Regions from separate parts of the Zea mays genome. Here regions 1 and 3 are each linked to region 2. Evidence: chromatin contacts called from public Hi-C data. All regions are on one chromosome and are shown on one strand. Each heading gives the region's core, a stretch centred on a gene start, on an enhancer-like site or on the middle of the called end of the contact. The rest is flanking DNA. Distances are from core to core; before and after follow the strand shown.

The links. Hi-C and Micro-C count contacts between places; a contact is called where the count stands out from the background.
Region 1: a Hi-C map of ear shows a contact between it and region 2, with 2.3 times the contacts expected there. The contact joins the enhancer-like site here to the promoter of LOC100383380 in region 2. A contact is called at or near these places in 2 of 25 Hi-C or Micro-C datasets (ear and leaf).
Region 3: a contact with region 2 is called in a Hi-C map of ear, with 2.1 times the contacts expected there. The contact joins the promoter of LOC103638329 here to the promoter of LOC100383380 in region 2. A contact is called at or near these places in 2 of 25 Hi-C or Micro-C datasets (ear and tassel).

What each region holds. Positions count from the first base shown.
Region 1 is chr9:46,088,252-46,091,716 of Zm-B73-REFERENCE-NAM-5.0, forward strand. It overlaps the pseudogene LOC103639920. Among protein-coding and RNA genes, the nearest start is that of LOC103638318, 7.7 kb to the left of the region's middle. Within about 2 kb of position 1,745, at least 3 of the 20 cell types and tissues checked have an H3K27ac peak or open chromatin away from gene starts, as enhancers often do. A contact at or near this core is called in ear, where this site is marked.
Region 2 is chr9:46,708,830-46,712,462 of Zm-B73-REFERENCE-NAM-5.0, forward strand. LOC100383380 reads right to left here and starts at 1,638. Exons shown (of 3, transcript NM_001176035.1): 1 at 848-1,638; 2 at 709-771. The coding sequence starts at 1,073. The coding sequence ends at 710.
Region 3 is chr9:47,329,844-47,333,270 of Zm-B73-REFERENCE-NAM-5.0, forward strand. It overlaps LOC103638329 (sodium/hydrogen exchanger 4), which reads left to right and starts at 1,331. Exons shown (of 14, transcript XM_008661274.3): 1 at 1,331-1,693; 2 at 1,784-1,902; 3 at 2,011-2,108; 4 at 2,281-2,340; 5 at 2,424-2,470; 6 at 2,542-2,736; 7 at 2,820-2,866; 8 at 2,954-3,020; 9 at 3,101-3,201; 10 at 3,335-3,427. The coding sequence starts at 1,511.

The DNA of each region.
Region 1 (3,465 bases), core at 495-2,994, 620 kb before region 2:
TTTGCTAACAAATTCGTTGCTCAACAAATTGATAATCGACAAAATGCAACGCGAGCTTGGGAGAAAAGATTAGAATATAACTTTAAATAAGACGACCCAACCAAGTCATCCTGCAAGGACACAATCGAGCACGCTGTTATATGCTACTTGTTATATTCTGCCGTGCCGAGAAGGCTAGCCACCGATGCTTGTGCTCGATCGCGTATTAAGCTCCTCGCCTCGACCTATATGATGCCATGGCATTAGCATATCGGCCTCAGTGTCAAGGTGCCACCGCTAGCAACCTCAACGTACACCCACCAACCAGATAAGGCTATGGCGTCCAACAACAACAACAACAAAGTAGCTTCGTCTCACAGTCCAATGGCGTCCGGCGGCACACAAAGCCACACCCAGTCCCAACCTGGGGCTGGGGCTGGGGCTGGGGACGGGGCTAAACCTTCTTCAAGTTCCATGGAATACCAGCTGAGGCAGTACCTTCTGCTGCTGGCCAGTCTGGTTGCTACGGTGACGTACGGCGCCGGGCTAAACCTGCCGGGAGGAGCCTGGCAGGTAAACGACGGGCAGCACCACGCGGGCGACTCGATCCTCCAGGACGCGCACCGCCACCGCTACCTCATCTTCTACTACTGCAACGCCACCGCGTTCGCCGCGTCGCTCGTGGTCAGCGTCCTCCTCCTGGTCCTGGACGGCAAGAACACGGGCTGGTGGGAGGCTCTGCTGCGGGTGGTCATGGTTCTCGACCTGCTCGGCCTCATGGGTGCCTACGCCGCCGGGAGCTGCCGGGACAAGTTCACGACCATCTACTCGGCGCTGCTGGTCTGCGCTGTCTTCGCCTACGTCGTAGCCGCTTTCTGCTGGTACCTCGGCGTGCTGGCGCTGCCGCGCAAGAAGCATAGGGATGATCATAACACTGCAAAAAATAATGACACTAGTGCCGCCAATGTGCATGGCTATGAACGCGAAGAACTGGATGAGGTCCTGATGCTGCTCGCCACCTTCGCAGTCACCATCACGTACGTTGCAGGGCTGAATCCGCCTGGCGGCTTTTGGGGCGACACCAAGGATGGGCACCAGATGAGCGACCCTGTCCTGCAGGAGAACTACTCCAGACGCTACTGGGCGTTCTACGTCTGCAACACCACCGCGTTCGTCGCGTCCCTGCTCATCATCATCCTCGTCGTCGACAAGAAGCTCACCGCCAAGCTCTCCGTACGCTTCGTGGCTCACGGCGCTCCTGGGCCTCATGGGGGCTTACGCCGCTGGGAGCTGCAGGGAGGTCCACGAAAGCACCTACGTCATCTGCCTGAACGCCGGAGTTCTTGCCTACATCTTCCTCCAGGTGGCCGTCGCCGTCACAGTGAAGAATCGCTGCAGATGCTTACAAACTGTATACGATTATGCTTCGAAATGTCTGCTAGGAGTAAAGGGTTGGTGCTTTGACAGACCGCAGGACCACCATCCAGATCCACAGATCAGCAGCGACAGGTGAGTGTGTGTGTTTAATTTCCAGAACAACACAAGTAAGGAGTCACCAGTTGCAATTTAGGACTAACTCTTTGTTATGTTTTTTTGCTTGCAAAGTGCAACTACTACATGCAGGGACCAAAAACACGAAGACGAAGCGGTGGAAGTGGAAAAGGCTCGGTCTCTTGTCATGCTTCTTGCGACCCTTGTCGTGAGCATTACATACCAAGCAGGACTGGACCCACCAGGCGGTCTCTGGCCCGACACTCGAGACGGCCACAGGAACGGTGACCCGATACTCCTGACGACACAACCCACCCGGTACAAGGTGTTCTTCTACAGCAACTCGGCAGCCTTCGTGGCGTCCCTCATCGTCATCCTGATGGTCCAGAGCAGATTCCTGCTGAAGCGCCACACGCTGGAGGCGGCCATGATACTGGACCTGTTCGGCCTGATCAGCGCGTACGCTGCAGGGAGCTGCAGGGACAAGACGACCTCCATCTACGTGGTTGCCCTGGCAGGGGTCGTCCTGGTCTACGTGGTCATCCACATCGTCTTCTTCACGCTGGACCACAAGGACAACCACCGGGACAAGGAGAAGCTGGAGACCAGGCGCGAGGTGCTGCTCCTCCTCGCCATCCTGGCCGCGACGCTCACCTACCAGGCTGGGCTGACGCCGCCGGGGGGCTTCTGGCCGGAGAACGACGGCGCCCGCGGGCACCGCGCGGGCTACCCGGTCCTCCACGACAACTACTGCCCCCGCTACAGTGCCTTCTTCTACTGCAACGCGGCGAGCTTCATGGCGTCGGTGGCTCTCATTGTTCTGCTCGTCAACCCCAACCAGGGCCGGTCCTGAGATTTCATGGACCCGGAGCGAAACAAAAAAAAATTGGGGCCTTTAAGGCTATATATATATATATATATATATATATATATATATATATATATATATATATATATATATATATATATATATATATTCATTTTTTTCTAAGTACATAAAAAAATTTTGAATGATAAAAGTCTCTAATATATCAAAATAACTTCAAATCTTTGTATATATTATCTTAAAAATTTCTTCTAACATTTCTTGATGTAAATTCATTGATAATAGTGTTGCTATCAACCTCGTTTAATATTTTTTTCTCAATACATAAAGTAGCCAACCCGTTGAGTCGATATTGAGACATTGTTGACCTTAAATAGTTCTTCAACAATTTTAACTTTGAAAAACTTCTCTTAGCCGATGCCACAGTCACTCACAGGCACAGTAAATAATATCCGATAAGCGATTGAAATATTTGGATATGAATCCATTTGGTTAGTTAAACAACAGTTTTGGTTAGTTAAACAATTAAAAAAAGATTTATTGTAACTTTAACAGACCAAATCCAACACATAAGACTATATATACATGTACACTACTTGGGGGCCCTTTTAAAATCGGAGGCCCGGTGCGGCCGCTCCACTTGCCCCCCTCCAGGACCGGCCCTGACCCCAACCTGTACAGGCCAGGGATACGGTGCTACGCGCTGTACGTGTGCATGGTGGCCGGCATGTTTGGCCTCATGGGAGCCTATGCCGCTGGGAGCTCCAGGGATGTGCGCACCTCCATCTATGTGTTGACATTGGTGGCTGCGGTGTTTGCATTTGTAGCCATGGAGGTATTCATTTTCTGGATCCGCCCCTACTTCCATCTATGTGTTGACGACATTGGTGGCTCCGGTGTTTGCAACATCTGTAGTAGAAGAAAGAATACAACATTAGAAGAGTCGCCGCCCTCTGACTCTAGATCATCAAGAGAAAAGAACGGAGGTGCAGGACGCTGCGAGAAACAGGCAACTAAAACGTCGGTGGAAAAAGCACAGCAGCAAAAAGAGGACTCTGACAAGAACAAGCGTGAATACTTGATGCTGCTAGGTGTCCTTGCAGCGAGCGTCACCTACCAGACTGGCCTCAAGCCACCAGGTGGCCTGTGGCAGGACAACAGCGGTGGTC
Region 2 (3,633 bases), core at 388-2,887:
TGTATGTGGGCTAAATATTCTACCCGTGGGTCTGTTATTGGGCAAAAATCTCCACCCAATGGGTAAACGGGTATTAAAACGTTCCGCCTTCACACATACCCATTAACCCGTGGGTATAAAATACCAATATAAACTTATCTGAAGCATGAACTTGGACTTTAGTCATCCAACTTTTTTACTATTTAACAACAATTTAATGACCATGTAATCGAATATGTAATGTGCTATGTAGTACTATCATAGTGTTACTACTTTATTCAATTATCTTTGGTGTGTGTTGAATGGATGGTTAAATGATGCTAGAAAATTTTGTAATGGTATTTATATGGATATACTTGCCATTTGTATAGTATAATTTTTTGATAGTTGTTTAATTTTTGTGGGTACGGGTGACCCGATGGGTGACCCATACCCACATGGGTATGGGTATGGGGATAAATACATACCCGCTAGTGTATATGGGTGACCCGGTGGGGTATTTTTGTGTCGTGGGTATGGGTATGGGGTAGTAATACCCGGTGGGTATTTACCCATTGCCATCTCTAGCTGCTACCTTCGCGCACATGTTATGGCTTAGTGGAGCACCGCCGACAGTTGCGGAGGACGCCAGAAAATTTAGGTGTTGCTAACGCAACGAAAACTAAAAATTTATGACACAGTTTAAAATAACTTGTAGCTATAAAATAAGTAATAAGTGTTGAAAAATACCTTATTTAGTAGTCATCTTGATTACAATCCATTTACAACCAAATACCATATAGCGAATAAAATCTGGGAAAAAGAAAAAAATGAGTTAGCAATAGCAAATTAAAGTAAAAATTGTTGAACAAGTGAAATAAGAATATACGTTTAGTTGTGTCTAGTTCTAGAAGATCTAGACAATTGCATTTGTCTAGTTTTCTTATCTTCGACTTGACCATTAACATTTTCACCATTGGTATCTTCACTATTATTCTCTTGAATTCCAACTTGTATTCCGGTTCATTGCAAACTCCACTAGCGCGAGTGCTTAGTCTACTTCCACTAGAAGCTTGACTAAAATAGCTCTTTAAATCTGTCATTTTACGAAGCATATAACATGTATTAGAGAATTAGAAGATGTTACAACAGCCAACAGGGAGTGTTCACATAATATAGAGATACTTTTTGGGCCATATTCTTTGCCTTGTTTTTGTTTGTATCCAAGACTGCTATTTAGAAATTGGAAAATCTGCACCTTGAAAAATCTAATACATTAGACACGCACAATCAAATACTCACGCACTACCTTTGACCTTTCTATGCTCACAAGTCTCACAAGTCACAATCAGACAACTAGAAACACAGAAGCACGAAGCAAGCAGACAACTAGAAGCACTAAGCAAGCAGCCAAGCAAACAACTAGACAAGCAGACGTGCGGCCAAGCAGGAAGCAGCGGCAGGCGGCAGCCGTGCGGTGCGGGTCGACGCCTCGGCGGGACCAAGCGGCAAGCAGCCTGCAGCCGGCCGCCGGGCGGGACAAGACAATCAGACAAGCAGATCAGCGAAGCGCCGGAGCGGACAGCTGGAGCGCCGAGCGTGCCGAGGCTCCGAGCGGCTGGAGCGCCGCCAGGAGCGGTCTGCAGCCGAGCGGGCGAGCGGTTGGAGGCTGGAGGCCTGGAGGAATGAGCGCCGGCAGGAGTGCGGGACGTCGGGACGCGCCTGTGCGGCTGTGCGGGACGAACCCTAATCTCTATTCTCTTAGTGGGCCGACCCAAGGTATTGCCCAGGCAATACTGGACCATACTGGGCCCTCCGCCCCTGACCGCCGATGTTGTTACCTCCACCAAGCACCACGACCTCTTCTCCTCCCACGACATTAACTCCGTCGATTATGGGTGGGCATTCAATCCATTTGGGTGATTTTGTTCGGTCTATTCGTTTTTTTTGAAATTTTGGGTTCTAAAAAATAAGGCTCAAAATTTTCAAAATAATTTTAGGGATTGGACTCGAATTCAGTCTATCCGGTCCACCGAATAGACCAAATTATAGATAGATTAGTTACTTTTGTTAAAATATATGAAATGAATAATTAGATAAAAGTACTAATTTACAACAAGTTGTGAAGCATCTAGGCCTCTAAGTAGTGTTTTGGTAATTAATGACAACGATATATGGACTAACGATTCTCAGAGAAATAATAATATAGGTTGGACCACATAAACATGAGCTTTATTGAAAGTATTGGAGACTTCAACATTTGTTGTGGAACGAATACATGCAAAGGTATTGTGTAGGATTTTACTTTTGCCGGCGACAAGATGTTTAGAGAAGGCAATTGACCGGGTTAGTAGGCTAGATAGCTGAAATATCAAAAGGGTTCAATGACAATTTTATGCGTGAAACTTAGTGTCTCATAGGACATATAGATGTTGCATGTGCATGGGGACTAACATATAACCGATTACGCATCCTAGACGCGAGGCGGTGGCCCTGTTTTCATGCTATTTTGTATACATATTTATGCCAACGTCAATAGGTTTTTACGATATATATTTCAGTTCATAGCTCTGCTTCCGTCTATTTGCCTGTTTATGATATTTCTATTCACATTTTACGCAAATGATTTGTTGATTTTATGTATTATCTCGTTTACTTAATCCAGTGTGTATTAGGTTCCTAGTATTTACGCCATATGTATAAGATATATTTACAATGCACACATTTACGCAACGAAATAGAAATTTAGAAAAAATAGCTGCTCTAAGAAATGAGTAGGGATGGATCCGGATATTTATTCGGATGTCAAATTTTTGGTCTTGTTTCTTCGATTGCGAACAAATAACATATAGAATTTGCTATGTAAATTTATATTCTTGTTTTTAGCATTGAGACTGTTAATCTTCATAAAAAATGAACATTAAATTCATTATATATCTTTTTAAATAATTGATATAAAATTCGAATGTCTATTCAAATACAAATTCAGATGTTTTTTTCACCTTTTTTATTGTAGGGAGAAAATAATGTACATAAAAAATTATATAAAAATTTATTTAAATACTACATAATATTCTTAATAACAGTGCCAAAAATCAGCTTTAAATTCTATGTATATCTATGCTAAAATATTAGATTTGTGATACAAGTCGGATGTTTTAGGAACATCCCTAGAAATGAGGTCATTTGCCATGATTCCATAAATCTCGCGTATGCCAATCCATTTTCTTTTCAACTAACATTCTTGTCATCCTAAAATTATGCACATGTAGCAGAAAACAGATTTTTACGTAATCTAGCGAAGTGCATAAATCTTTCACCGTGTAGTATAATTAGTATCAGTGTATATAATAAACTGGTTCTAACGAACTTTGATGCATGGATGTTGGAGAGACCCTATATTTATGGAGGAAATAAAGCATTTAAATCATATTTTTTGTTTCCATGCATCTCAATCTATTTTCTTTTTCAAAACATATTCTTGCCATTCTAAATATGTGCACATGCAGCAGGAAACAATTTTTTTACGTGGTGTACCACACTGCATAAATATCTACACAGTGTAGCATAATTAGTATCAGTATAAGTCATAAACTGGTTCCAACGAGCCTAGTTGCAGTGCTGTTGTAGAGATCCTATTTTTATGTATGATATAAAACATTAAATCAGATTTTT
Region 3 (3,427 bases), core at 81-2,580, 620 kb after region 2:
CACCAACGGTCAAGTTGGTGGTTGGGGCTATAAATACCCCAACCACCCCACCATTCATTGCATCCAAGTTTTCCACTCCCCAACTACTACAAGAGCTCTAGCATTCAATTCTAGACACACCAAATAGATCAAATCCTCTCCAAATTCCACACAACGCCATAGTGACTAGAGAGAGTGATTTGCTTGTGTTCTTTTGAGCTCTTGCGCTTGGATCGCTTTCTTTCTTTCTCACTTGTTCTTGTGATCAACACTCATTTGTAACCAAGGCAAGAGGCACCAATTGTGTGGTGGCCCTTGCGGGGAAGTTTTGTTCCCGTGTGATTAAGAAGAGAAAGCTCACTCGATCCGTGGATCGTTTGAGAGAGGGAAGGGTTGAAAGAGACCCGGCCTTTGTGGCCTCCTCAACGGGGAGTAGGTTTGCAAGAACCGAACCTCGGTAAAACAAATCTCCGTGTCTCACTTGCTTATTCGCTTGGGATTTGTTTTGCGCCCTCTCTCGCGAACTCGTTTCTTCATTACTAACGCTAACCCGGCTTGTAGTTGTGTGTATATTTGTAAATTTCAGTTTCGCCCTATTCACCCCCCTCTAGGCGACTATCATTTACTGTCCATGAAATGCTTTGACTCCTATTGAGGTAATGTGCACTTTGATTTATATGCTATTTAAAGTCCCACCTTTGTTCCAATCCAAGAAATTATGTAATTCCTGTCAAGATAATGTTCAGGATAACATTATGTAAGTTTCTGATGTTGTAATTTGAGTTGCTATCTAATTTAAGATATATATAATTCAACTGTTCAAATATAACGTTTATAGAACTCGCGCGAAGCGCGAGCAAAGTACTAGTTTTATAATAATGTGTAATCGAAGAAAAGAATAGGAATAAATGAAGCTTATATTTCGTTTCATAATTGTTTTCAACCTTCTCTCTACGTTTTACCTCTTTCTCATAAAAGAATCAAGAAAGAAGGAAGGGATCATATTATTTTAATTGTGTTGCTTTATTTTAGTTCTTTATAGAAATCTTAATTAATATATTTTTAGTATCAGGTCAGACTAGAGAATAAGATCTTAGTCTTCAGTACTATTTGAATGGCATTATAGGTCAACAGATATTACAAAACTCTTTTCTGCTGTAGTGTTAAAAATAGAGACAGTTTCAGGATGAAACAGACTTTACTCTAAAATGATATATCGCCGTTTCGTTAATTAAGGAAAACATAAAACAACTTAGAAAAAAGAGTGATTGTCAGTGTCAGTCTTTAAAAGATTCAGAGCTCATCTTGAGCGGTCCCCTGGAGCAGCCCCGAGGAGTCCTCCCACAGACGTGGCTCCTGGGATCATGTACCACGCAGGCACGGTGCCAAGGTCCATCACGCGTGCCGCCGTGACGTGCACTGCTGTTTCCAAGGCACCCCCCTGGCCCCTGGCTACGCGCCAAAATCGTCCCTCACACGGCGGCAGCAAAAACAGAGGACACGGGTGCGAGAGACATGCGACAGAGAATCCATGGCGGCGGCGGCGTGGTGGGAGACGCTGGTGGTGGCAGCGGCGGCGGATGGAACCGGTGGGAGCAGCACCACGGTGGTGTCCATCTGCATGTTCACGACGGTGCTGTGCCTGTGCCTCGTCGCGGGCCACCTCCTCGAGGAGAACAAGTGGGTCAATGAGTCCATCACCGCCCTCGTCATCGTACGAATCCAATCCCCGCCAAATTTTCACTGATAATAAGTAGTATTTCATTGTCAACAACAACTATTTTCTACGATTTTCTTTTGCCAGGGGTGCATCATAGGAGTGATCGTATTTCTGCTGACCAAGGGGAAGCACTCACACATCCTGCGGTTCGATGAGCAGCTCTTCTTCATCTACGTGCTTCCACCGATAATCTTCAACGCCGGGTATGCATGCTTGGTCCACTTGCAAGGTAGTATTTGTAATGGCGTGACTGAGAGCTTCGATCAGATGCCTACTCGAGTGTTCTGGATATGACTGTTGTTTGCCTACAGGTTTCAGGTCAAGAAAAAGCAGTTCTTCCACAACTTCATGACCATCATGTCCTTCGGCGTGTTCGGCGTTTTCATCTCAGGTGCAATAGTTTCGGCAGGTAGGTTTTTACTGATTCGTTAGCTCTTTGTTCATATCGATGGTATATATTCATCTATTATTCTGTATACAGTTCAATATTGCAACTAGTAAAACCTAGGCTCATTCGCAATGCACAACTTCCTCACCATTGGTGACTGACAATGACATGTACTTCGTCTGGTTAATATCAGGCTGCTATTGGCTCTTCCCGAAAGTCGGGTTTGGAGAACTTGGTGCGGTAGATTATTTAGGTTTGTCTTCCTTTATTTGTGTCACTCATAGACTGCTCTCTGTCCTGTCATGAAATTTGTACTGATCTCATGTCCATCTGCAGCACTGGGAGCCATATTTTCTTCAACAGACACCGTGTGCACGTTGCAGGTCTGCTGCATTCTGAATCCTTAACACTTTGTCCCACTTCCATCTGCTTAACACACGGAGCTGAAACGCAGGTCATAAACCAAGATGAGACACCAAGGCTGTACAGCCTGGTGTTTGGAGAAGGAGTTGTCAACGATGCAACGGCGGTCGTTCTTTTCAATGCCATCAAGGATCTCGATATCAGTCGGCTCAAGGGTGGGGTTGTGCTAAAAGTGATATTTGACTTCCTCTATCTCTTTGCAACCAGCACTGTCCTCGGAATCTCAGTAAGAACTGTTTTTTTCTTCCATATATATGCATTAGTGCCATTTCTTTGTACACCCTTAACTCTTTACCGCAAATTTGTCAGATCGGTCTAGTAACTGCATATGTTCTCAAAGCTCTGTATTTTGGTAGGTGAGTAATCGTTGTTACCGATCGGTTTAGTTTGTGTTCATCTGCTACTCTTTTATCTTTCAAATCTCTTCCCCATATTTTGTTCAGGCATTCGACCGATAGAGAGGTTGCCTTGATGGCTCTCATGGCCTATCTATCGTATATGCTGGCAGAGGTAAGATTACCAAATTTTATCTCCTAGTACTTACATTATGCACTTCCACAATTCATCCCAAGATGCTGCATGTTCTGCAGTTGCTAGAGCTGAGTGGAATTTTGACCGTGTTCTTTTGCGGCATTGTCATGTCCCATTATGCATGGCACAACGTGACAGAGAGCTCAAGGATTACAACAAAGTGAGCTCAATAATCAATGTCCAAACATTTCTTAAGAATCGAATGCTGTGTTCGATTGGTCTATTCGGATCCATTCTCAGCAATGTTTATGCTGTTGCGAAGTCATCCTTGATTCTTATGGATGTGTCTGCAGGCATATATTTGCAACATTATCTTTCATTGCCGAGACATTCATCTTCCTTTACGTCGGTATGGATGCTCTTGACATTGATAAGTGGAGGACATC